Regions from separate parts of the Gossypium arboreum genome. Here region 2 is linked to region 1. The links are chromatin contacts, called in public Hi-C maps. All regions are on one chromosome and are shown on one strand. The core of a region is the stretch at or near the end of the contact, and the rest is flanking DNA. Distances in the headings are between cores, read along the strand shown.

Region 1 (6,227 bases), core at 1,258-3,757:
TGTTTTTTTTTACACCAATCAATATTTTAAAAAATATATCAATTTGGGGTTGTCAAAATAAAAGCAGCTTAGAAGTTGGGTGACTAAGATGAAAGTGTAAACATGATGTGGCGTGTACAATTAACTGACATTAGAGATTTAACGGTTGATTAACTAAAATGAAAACATCCTAAAAGTTGAAAGACGAAATAGCAAAAATTTAATTTTGGGTAACCAAAATAAAAGCGTTCTAAAACTTGAGTGACCAACTTAGACAATTTACTTTTTTTTTTTTTTTAACAATGAAACAAGTCATTGTGCAAGCTTAGGCAAATCGAGCTCGATCTTGAATTTTTTTTAAAACCAAGCCTCGAATTTGTCTAGCCATGAATGCATCTAATACTACTTTTATCCCGTTAAATTTGTCACATTTTGACTTTCAATGATAAAAAATTGTCAATTTTCACCTCTTCTTGTTTAAAATTTATTTGGATAAAATAAAAATATATTACAATATAATTTTAATTTTTTGCAAAAATTTAACTAATTATATTTAAAATAATTAAAGTAAAAAAGCTTGACTTAAAAAAGCATCAACTGTAATATTTTTACTAGATAAAGAGAGCATGTAACTCTAAATGTCATCATTAATGATGATCACATGACATGAATTAACTAGGAATACCTGGACTAGAAAATAATGTAGATCCCTCAAGAAAAAACAAAACAAGGTAGATATTGGGTTTTGAACTCCAGACTGTTGGATTGTATCTTTTTTTATTTTGGTGAAAAATAGAAAAATACAAGAAATAAACTATGGCAACTAGCCTAACTCCCCAAACGAGAGTCTTACAAACATTCACAAATTTTAGCTTCCCGAGTGAGCCATAGTCTTACAAACATTCACAAATCTTAGCTTCCCAAGTGAGCCATTTTGGCAAGTTTATCAGCTTCTTGATTCTTTGCTCTGGGTATATAATAAATATTCCAGTGAGAAATCTGAGATAGTAGTTGAAGAATCCTCCTAATCAGAGCCGTATTGAACTTCTTGCAAAACTCTCCCGAAGGGCCATCATCACTTCAAGATTATCGTCTGAATTATCACATTATCCAAACCACAATCAATTAGGGTATTTAAACCATCCAATATGCCCCACAATTCGGCCTCAAATACTGAACAGCTTCCTAGAAACCTATTATAACCCCATTTCAATTTCTCACAACCCCTCATGTTGTTGCAGAATCATCCTCAAGCCTAATAGATCCATCTATATTTAAAAATATCCAACCTCCTGGCAAATTAAAGCACAAGGTCATCTTCCTCCCTGTATGTATTCAAATGACTATGATTGGTCTTCAAAACACGTTTGGCCCAACTATACGAGGCTCTGATAGTGCCAAAACTACTCCATGATGCATCTTGAAAAATAAAAGAGGTTACAATTCTTTTAGATCCACCAAATGATAATCCCGAAAATGCATCCCCAATCTCCCCAAAGCAAATATCATACTGATTATGCAAATTGGACATTAGCCATTCCTGTATGTTATTAGAGTAAAACTTGTTAAGCCGATCAGTGAGAATCAAGAGATTCCAAATATCTCTCACTGTCAGGCAGTCTCTTAAGACATGTAGCACATCTTGAGAGATATGTCCACAAACTCCACAAGCCGAACGATGCCCCAAACCCCGACGAACTCTTTCAACATTAGCAAGTAATCTCTATTTGAGTACTAGCCAAATGAAAACCTTACCCTTTGGGGACCTTTAAACTTTCAAGGGATCTTCCGTGCATCTTTCTTCAATTTCCATGATCCTTCTTTAATTTTCCCATAGGCGTTTTTAACAGAAAAAGGACCCGTCGATGAACCTCCCCAAATTATTCTGTCAACGCCTACTTCTAGATGTGGTGGGGGTATTCCCATAATTTTTCGTATGATTGTCTCAGGTACCCAAGTCCGAAATAAGCCAAGGTTCCAAGTACCATTCACTAAAACCATATCACTAAGCCAATAATCCAAATCAAGACTAGATTGTTCGGGAATCAGATTAACAAGGGGTCCTACATTGGGGATCTAGCGATCACGCCAACACCTAATATTTCTCTCATCCCCTACTGACCAAATCAAGTTTTCCCATATGAGAGGCCAAACCTTAGTAAGTGCTCTCCACATGAAAGTGCTTCTACTACGAGATAGATTTTCTGGTATTCCAACCGCCACTCCATACTTTACTCGTAAAACCTATACCTAAAGAGCGCTGGAATCAGTCATAATTCTAAAACCTAACTTCATGAAAAAAGTGTTGTGATCCTACAACTTTTGAAAACCAAGACCATCATGCTCTCAAGGTTGACAGACATCCTCCCAACCAACCAAAGCCACTTTCCCACTATTGGTTGAAGATCCCCAAACAAACTGACACACCATACGTTCAAGTTCCTCACAAAGTCCCTTGAAAATCAGCATAGACTGCATGAAATAGCTTAGAATCGCCATAAGAACCGGTTGTGCTAAGGTAGCCCTACCAGAAATAGATAAAGATTTTGCGTCCCAACCCTACAACTTACTCTAAACCTTGTCCACCACAAAGCGTAACGAACTGTTGGTAACTTTATCATGGAAAAAGGGAACTCCCAGATAACTTTCAAGATTATTCACTTTTCGAAAACCAAGAATACAACACAAGTTGCTTTCTAACACGTCACCCAAACCTTCTAAAAAGAAAACGTTTGTTTTGTGCGCATTAATCCTGTACCCTGAATAATCACAAAAACTATTTAGCACTTTCTTCAAGAGTGTAGCTTGATCTTCTTCAGCTTGACCAAACAGAATTAGATCATTTGCAAAAAAAAAAAAAAAAAAAAGGTGAGACAGAAGGGCCCGATCCAGATAAATGGATAGGTCTCCAACATCCAGAATTAATATTAGCCTGGACACTATGGCCAAGTCATTCCATGCACAGTACAAATAAGTAAGGGGAAAGTGGGCTCCCTTGACAGACCCCCCTAGACGACCTGAAAGTCAGAGTTGGCTTTCCATTCCACAAAATCTGTATAGCGGAGTTAGTGATAGCAGACATAATCACATTATAAAGGTAATTCGAAATACCTACTGTTTGGAGTGATGCATCAATAAACTCCCAACACACTTGATCGTAAGCTTTCTCCAAGTCAATCTTGATGGTCAACAGTTTTCTAGTCTTCTTCTTAATTTTCATGGAATGAAATACTTCCTGAGCAATAATACTATTTTCCGTAGTATTCCTTCCCGCAATAAACCCAGTCTCTTCTTGGCCAATAATTCTTGGGAACACCAACTTGAAACAATTAACAATGATTTTCATTACCAAGTTGTAAAGAACCGAGCACAAGCTAATCGGTTGAAATTGGGAAAAGCATTCTGGATTTGGAACCTTAGGAATGAAGACTATAGAATTATTCAGCTTTGGGTCAATTTTTTCACCGTTAAAACTATTTTTTACCCAAGTACAAATCGAATCCCCAATTTGCTCCCACTGACACTGAAAAATAGTGCATGGAATCCATCACTCCCAGCGCCTTCAGAGGACTCATCAAACATGGCGGATTTATTTCCTTGTTTGAGACTGGTTTGCTTAACATCTAAATTTCACCGTCTTCAAACTTCGGAAAAGAACTAGTGGGAAGCCCTCTCATTGACCCCGGATCTTCACCATATAACTTTTCTAAAAAACGAGTTGCCTCCTGTTGTAAATCCTCCTCATCAAAAATCCACTCCCCCTCGGCATTTCTTAAAGTCGTAATCCGATTTTGCTTTCTCCTTTTTAAGGTGTCCTTATGGAAGAATTTAGTATTACGGTCTCTCAACGAAAGCCAATCACACCGCACCTTTTGCTTCCAATGGAGTTCTTCATGATACAGAACATTTTCCAATTCCTCTCTAGTTTCCAATTCCAACTGAAATAAAGGATCAGACTGAGAGAAATTCATATTCCTCTGAATCCTATCTTTTAATGGTTACCATGTAACATGAACAAATTGGGAATAGAAGAGACTGTAAACATTAAATAGGGTACTTGCCAACCCTAATTTTATTTGTGAAGACTAAAAATTAAAATAAAGTGAATTGATATCATGAATTAACTCACCATCAATTCAATAAATAAATTAAAATTAAAATCACAATAACAAATAACATAGTAAACAAAAGATAGTTCAATCTTTTAATTTTAACAAATAAATAAATAAATAAACTTTTTTAGTTTTTTATTTTAATTTAAAGATTATACCCAATACTCAATTGAATAAGTCAAATGCAAGTATTGAGCATGAATTCCACTAAGCACTGCAGAAAATTAGACAGAATGCATTAATCACTTATTAGATTAAAAAACAAAATTCTTTTGAATGAGCATGCCTTTTGGGAAAAATAATGACCCTATGATAAGCTACATCAAAACCAACCCTTATTGTTCAATTTCACTCCAAGCAACCTAATTGGTGACTAGGCAATGTAGATCAATTGTGACTCCACATTAAATGCTTCAAGAGTTGACAAATTAATCGAAAAGCCTATGATTAGGATGTCACAAGATTAGGTAGAAGAGAATATCATACGAATCGCTTAAAAAGTAGTAGATTAAGGGCATTGATCCCACATCAAATGAAAATAGGAAAGCCTTTGGGCATATTAGCAAGTACATTGCACATCCTATCATGTCTTTCGAGAAAAGTGTAATGGGTTTATGACAAGTGAGCCACCCCTTGATTGTCCAAGGTAAGCAACGTAGACCAATCATTGATCCCACACTAAATCCTTGGGAGCAATAATGGAGAAACTTGTGAGGAAGACATCACGAGATTGAGTGAGAGAGAAGGTTGAGTCAAGCCTTCTAAACAATGGGAGGTGCATTAATCCCACATTGTAGGCCAAAAAAAATCTCACATCAGATGGGAAAAGCAATTTGAGAAACAGTCACAAAATTATATATCGTTTCTGTTGCATTTCAGAAAATTCCTTCATTACATGCAAGTTGATGAGAAAATCTTGCAACGTCCAGGTCCATACTCTTTAAACAGCAGATAAGAGAATGCAAAAGCAGAGCAATTATTTACACAGAATTCTATTGCATGAATGGGGTACAATTATGCCAAAGCAAGACATCCCTACCTCTAATTAGCTGAAACAGAAGCCGCCGCATCTATATATTACAAATTGGCAAATCTTCTGCTCTGGAGAAATCTACCAACTCAAAAGAAGAGCACCTGCCAAATAGTGTACAGGCCAAAAGCATATTAACAAAATCCGTCAAATTTGTTCATAACAAAACATAGGGACATCTTGAAGTAATATATATTCCAAAAGTCATTCAGTTAAAGGCTTTTTTCATTATGAACCTTTCTGTAAATATGTGTAAGCATGCATGATCACTGATTTATTCAAATAAAAAATTCCATAGAACATAATCTTTTTCTCTAAACTTACCACCAATGTGCATGCATGTTCAAATGCAAGAGAAAGGATAAATGTGTTTCAAAGCTCTATCGAACAAGTAGGGCTAGTATTCAGCCACTATTTAAGCTATGCTCGTTTATCCAGAAAATCAATCAGGGACAAACTTTGAGTTTCTTCTTTCAGCTTAAATCAATCAATGTTTAGACTTTATAGTATGACCTTATCAAACGTGCTGCAGATTATTTTCTTCTCCATTGTATCTCATTCCAACTTAAAGCACCAAAAGAAATAAACATGAATTTTCCATAAACTAAATAAATTTATTGGAGTTAACAATAACTCAAAAACAGATAAAATATAACAGAGCAAAAAAATACAAAAACTTATATTCACACTATAACTATTGAACCTTATTCCACGAATGAAAAAAAAAAGAGTAGAGTAGGCTAACTAAACCTTGTCAAAAGGCACTGCAAAAGGACAAGCTTTCGTCCCAGGAAAGCATCTTAGCATACCATATCATTTATGGTCCTGAGCACCTCTCAATGCCTCATCTGCAAGATAAACAAAATGTGAACTGCTTTAAGGATTTGGGTTCAAGCTTTACTATAGAGAAGGAAAAGGGAAACCAGAAAGGGTGAAAAGCACAAAAAGAGAAAAGGAAGAAAAGTCACAACAAGCAGCAAATGAAGACAGATGAGAGGTATGTTGATGAGGAAAGTGACTGGGCTATTGTCTCAAGGTAAAAGAAGGGAAAACAGAGAATGGGAACAAAAAGGCGTCACTAAACATGAAAAAAGAAATTATTACTT
Region 2 (6,227 bases), core at 2,456-4,955, 670 kb before region 1:
TTATAAAAGTATTATTTTAAAATCACCTTTTATATATCATATTGTTTTAAAATTTTGTACAATATTTAGTTTAAATTACCTATATATATATATATATATATATATATATATATATATAATTTATATTAAAATTAGTTTTATTTTATAAACATTATTAATTCTATGTTATTTTATATATATATAATTTATATTTTTTATTTTTATTATTGTATGTATATTATCACCTTTAAATAGATATATTATGTTTTTAAAATATTTTTGTATGTTATTTGCTCCAAATCTCTTCTTTCACAATATTTATTTTAATATTTATTTACATATTCTTAGTTTTATTTTTATGTATGTAAATCATTTCAAACCCTATTATATGTTGTTCATTTGTAAATTTTCATATATTTAATAGTTTTTAAATTGTTTTATATCATATTGACTCTTAGATTCCATATTGTTTCATACATTATTATTTCATGTTGTCCATTAGTCACATATATTGTTATTTAAATTTTATTGTTATTTGTATTTCAAATTATATGTTCGTATCAATATCTTTATCATCAATTTGTATAGTGTTGTACTCACATATTATTGTTTTATGCTTGTAATTATGTTTTTATTTCTTATTATTGCATCATGATTCTAATTCCCATAGTTGCTCAATATCGATTGTCTTTTATCCTCAAACAAAGCAAATAAGTATATTTTTTATTCAGTTTTTTATAATTGTTTATTTGAAAATCTCACAAAACAAAGGCAATGACTGATGTTTGGGAATTCGAGGAATTGTGCCCTACCGTACTGAGTTTCAGTTTTTCGTTGGACTAAATAATTGAGCATCTTTTGTAATTTTCAACGCATCATTTTTTGGAAGTCGAAAATTAATCGAGATTTCGAAGGTATACAATGTCGTGTTCAATCGTCCTGGATGTGATGCTGTATTCCTTTGAAATAAACGAATTTTGACGACCAACTTGTGCTATTCAAAATGTTTTAAAAGGAACCATATTTCAAAATATTTTTAAAAGTTTTAGTTATAAGGACAGTACTTAATCAATTTGGTACCAATTTTTGGTGTAGTGAGGGTGCTAATCCTTCCTCATACGTAACCGACTCCCGAATCCCTTTTTTTTTAATTTTTCGTATGCCAAAATGGATTTAAATGAAATAAAGTGCTTTATTAGGTGATCCAATCACACCTAAACAAAAGGATTGGTGGCGACTCCACATTTTATTTTAAAAGTCGATCCTCGTTTTTCTCTAAAAATGGTTTCGACATTTATGTTTTTGAGAAATAAAATAAAAGATTAAATAAAAGAATTGCCTTTTTTTTAACTTGGTTTTTTTTTTGTTTGATATTCTATTGATCTCTTCTTTTTTTTCTTGTGTTACATGGTGGCTTTGGCTTTATAGCCGAATATTACAACATATTTTTCGTTTTGTTTTTTTGTTTTTTCTTTATCTTTGTTTCTATTCTTCTTCTGTTTCTCTGTCTCTATTCTTTGTTTTTTGCAGGTGGTGGTGATAAGGATGGGTATGGGTAACAGCTGAAGGCGTGCCTGCAGACGTGGCAGAGGCAACAGCACTAATTACTTTAGGGTTTTAGTTTTTCTGATTAATTTTAGGTTTTGGACTATTGGGCTTTGGGTTGTTGGGCTTTATGAATCTTGGGTTAGATGGTTTAGGTTAGTAAATTGGATTTGTGTGGTTTAGATTTGGGTTTGTATTTTGTAAATGGACCTCTCTTTTTCTAATGGACTTTTATTAATTTTCGTTTATCTATTTTTTTATTTTTTATTTTTTTGGTTTTTGATTTGGTTTGTTTAGGCGGATAAAAATGAGTCTCTACATATATAAGATAAATAAAACTAGTCTAAACTAAAAAAACTACTATAAATAAGAATTAAGATGATAAAAATAAATAAATAATATTTAATACAATGTAAATGGAGTTTTAAATTCCACAAAATTAAAAGATTAACAAATATCTTATAATTTCATTTCATTTTCTACTCAATTATTTAATTTACTCATTCCAATTAAATTAACCTTGTTTATTTCTTAGTTATACCAAGAAGCGCAATTACTCTAGGTGTTCTTGTGGTCTATCTTTTAATCCTAAATGTTTTCTATTCGTGAAGTAGTTTAAAATTTAACATGCATATCATTCAAAGTTATATAGCGAGGTGAATTGGATATATATATATATATATAATATGAGCTACAATAGCATATAATTATGTTATATGTGTATGACCGTTATAAAATATCCATAATTTTGTAAGGTTATATGTATATGACTATTTATCTATTAATTACATCCTTATTAAACATTAAATCAAATCACTAAAAGTATTATGATTGAACTTTAAATCTAATAATATTGTTATATGTGTATGACCATTATAAAATATCCATGCTCCTATAAAGTTATATTTGTTCACTTTAATATTTTTATCTCAAAGTTTCATTGTATCTTCAATAATGAAAATGATTGTCACTTATACCAAGAAATGACTCCATCATTTGTCTTATACAAATAACTTATGACGCTATTCTATTTTCATAAACTATATACTGTCTTTAAGGCGATACCTTTAATTCTTATGTGAGCTATGACTCTAGTTTCTATAAGCAACACTACATCATGTGAGTCATATACTTAATGTATAGATTTGGTGTCACAAATACATCAAAACATTTAAGTAAAAACACATTTAGCCATTTACTTAGTCAAGATTAAGGTAAGCATGAAATGAATATCACAAGTGAAATAATCTTTAAATTTATTTAAGATTAATTCATCCATAGTAGAATTTCAATGTGTTTTCAATTGAAATTAATATATTTATGTTTCTACTTGAGAGTTTGTCTTGTTCAAATAATGAAGACAAGCAATCTTTCCTCATGAAATTTTAGACAACATAGTAGCTAGCCCTTACATAAATCACTTGACAATCATGATTCCATGGGTTACGGAAGGCGCTGTGAGAGTGCTCATTTCTTCCTCACGCTTAATGAAAACTAAAATTTTAGTTTTAATAGGATTAATTATAATTTTATTAAAACTATGAATTCTAAATAAAAAAGATGGATAGTATTATTAGAGTAAATATATTAATAGATAGGAAATTTTAAGATTTATTGGTAATGGAGTATTAGGGTAAATAAATTTATGTGCGCAAGAGTTAGATTCATGAAGCGTTGCAGATAGGTGGTTTTGAGAAAGGAGGAGAATGCAGGGTGAGTAGATGACCGTTTCTTTTGGACAGAATGATGGTGCAATGCAAGGTTGAGTATATTCCACCAAGGTCATCGCCACGCTTCAAGGCCTTCTGGAAAGTGACGGACTAGTATCTTTGTTATACCTTGTACGCAACGTTGCATAGATTACCGGACTTTTGTTTTTTTGGTTTGGTCGTTCAAAGTCCAGTGTCATTGATTAAGATTAAAAAATGTTGAACTTTACCTCAAATCTTATGTGGATATAATTAAAGTGCCGTGCCAACCAAAACTTCCCCCAGTCGCACCATTGTTGGAAGTTTCCTATGGTGACTTAACATCAACCTCACACAAATTTAATTTGATTTGATTTTCCATTCAAAATTCACAATTATTTGAATTTTATAATTAATTTTTATATATTTAAACTGAGAAAAATAGCTTACAAACATTATATAATTAAATTAAAAATACAGCACATTAACCACTCGTTATTATCATTTCCCCTCTTTGTTATAGAAAAATAAGAACCAAATTTCCTTTCTTTTTGTCTGGTCCTGACGATTCTTGAGATTCCATCATGCTCTGACTTTTCCAATTGATATGGGATAGCTTCGTCAATTTTGTCCACATTCCAGCAGGTTGTTACCTTCAAATCTATGATCATACAGTACCACATCTTTTAAACTGCCAACTGCCTCAGAAACTCTCTCTCTCTCTCTCTCTCTCTCTCTCTCTGTGTATGATTCCATAATCTTCATTTTTAAGAATCATTCTTGAAACTCACTTTGAGAAACATCCAATGATCTCAGCACTTTCTCCTACTCAACTCTTGCTCCTCATCTTTATAACCATCTCCTGGATTTTTGCAACAGTTGAAGCTCAAAGCAATGTAAGCGTAGGTGGTTTTCTATCTGCCGATGGTACAAACACGGCATGGCGATCCCCCTCCGGTGATTTTGCCTTGGGTTTTTATGCCATTCCGGGCCAAGAACATCTCTTCCTTCTTGCAATTTGGTATGCTAGCATACCAGAGAGAACCATCGTCTGGTATGCTAATAATAGGGAGACTCCAGCAGTAGCAGCTCGAAATTCAAAGGTCGAGCTTACAGGGACTGGCCATCTTGTGCTTAAAGACCCTGGAAACAAAGAGTTGTGGAGGTCCCAAAGCCTCAATAATGATTCTCAAGTATCTCATGCAGCCATGCTTGATACAGGGAACTTTGTGATATCGAGTCAAAACTCAGGCAACATATGGGAAAGCTTCAAATATCCAACGGATACCATGTTACCCTCACAAGAATTGGATGTTAATCAGAGTCTTTCATCAGCTCTGGCTGAAGCAAACTACAGTAAGGGGAAATATCAACTTCGTTTCAACCAAGGATCTTTCATACTTAACCAAATTGATATGTTCACCAAAAAACCTTACAATAATTATTATAGTTTCGGGGACGGTTCTCGGTTGATCTTCAACGGCACGGGGCGTATTCAATTTCGGAATTCAAGTGGAAGTATAATCAACCTTGCACCAATAAACACTGTTCCGAAACCAGAATCATACTACTACAGGGCAACACTTGGTTTTGATGGAGTTTTTACTCTCTATTCTTATCCAAGGAACCCCAGTGCTGGTGGTAGAAGCTGGTCTGTCTTGTGGTTTAAGCCGGACGATATATGCTCGAGCTTTGTCGACAGTACAGCTAGACTTGGAACTGGACCATGCGGATATAACAGCATTTGTGAGCCTGTCAATGGGAGGCCTAATTGCACATGTCCCCCTGGATTTTCATTTTTGGATGAAAAGAATACACACATTGGCTGCAAACAAGATTATACAAGCTCCGCTGAAGATTGCAACCCAGACGGATCCACCGTAGAGGAAGATCGGTTTGAATTCAGGTCAATATTATTTGCAGATTTCCCTTTCAGTGACTATGGCATATTGCAGCCAGCAACTGAGTTCGAATGTAGGCAATCTTGCCTTCTTGACTGTACTTGTGCAGTTGCCATTTTACAGGATCCATCTTTAAGTCCAGATGGAACTGGAACTTGTTGGAAAAAGAAATTACCACTCTCAAATGGGCGGTTTAACAGAGTAGATATTGACAGAACAGCGCTATTTAAGGTACCAAAGTCAAATGCCTCTAGGAGAAGCCCTGACACCCCTAAACCAAGTGATGAAAATCAGAATGCTGCTATTTTGATCCTTTCAGTTCTCCTAGGTACCTCAGCAATCTTCAACTTCTCCTTTTTAGCTGCAATTGCCTTGATATTCTTTTGCTTATACCGAAGACGGCTACAACACTTGGATGGTGTTCATAGTCATAGCAGAGGAGATTTAGAGACTAATCTGCGTTCATTCACATACAAAGAGCTTGAACAAGCCACAAACGGATTCAAAGAAGAGCTAGGAAGGGGGGCTTTCGGCACGGTTTATAAAGGAGAACTGTCACCAAGCTACGTAAACTATGTCGCCGTCAAGAAATTAGAAAAGGTTGTACAAGAAGGTGAAAGGGAATTCAAAACAGAAGTGAAGGTGATTGGCCATACTCACCACAAGAATCTGGTGAGACTACTTGGATACTGTGATGAAGAACAACATAGGCTTTTGGTCTATGAGTTTATGGGAAATGGTTCATTGTCGAACTTCCTTTTCGGAGTGTTACGGCCTAGTTGGCAAAAAAGGTTACAAATTGCATCAGGAATTGCAAAAGGCCTCGCATACTTGCATGAAGAATGCAGCACACAGATCATCCATTGTGACATTAAACCACAAAACATACTCTTGGATGATTGTTTAACGGCCAAGATATCTGATTTCGGATTAGCAAAGCTGTTGATCAACAGCAAAACTCAAACGCTGACTGGCGTACGAGGGACGAAAGGGTACGTGGCACCGGAATGGTTCAGAAACTCCCCGGTCACAGTCAAGGTAGACGTTTACAGTTTCGGAGTGATGCTGTTGGAGATCATATGTTGCAGAAAATGTGTTGAAGTGGAGATGGATG

What was found. A called contact is a pair of places that touch in the nucleus more often than the background predicts.
Region 2: a Hi-C map of leaf shows a contact between it and region 1, with 4 times the contacts expected there. The contact joins the promoter of LOC108466361 here to the enhancer-like site in region 1. A contact is called at or near these places in 3 of 5 Hi-C or Micro-C datasets (all in leaf).

The regions. Positions count from the first base shown.
Region 1 is chr1:106,645,156-106,651,382 of ASM2569848v2, reverse strand. It overlaps the pseudogene LOC108473310. Among protein-coding and RNA genes, the nearest start is that of LOC108471938, 10 kb to the left of the region's middle. Within about 2 kb of position 2,507, at least 2 of the 2 cell types and tissues checked have an H3K27ac peak or open chromatin away from gene starts, as enhancers often do. A contact at or near this core is called in leaf, where this site is marked.
Region 2 is chr1:107,316,383-107,322,609 of ASM2569848v2, reverse strand. LOC108466361 (G-type lectin S-receptor-like serine/threonine-protein kinase LECRK4) reads left to right here and starts at 3,705. Exons shown (of 1, transcript XM_017766688.2): 1 at 3,705-6,227. The coding sequence starts at 4,019.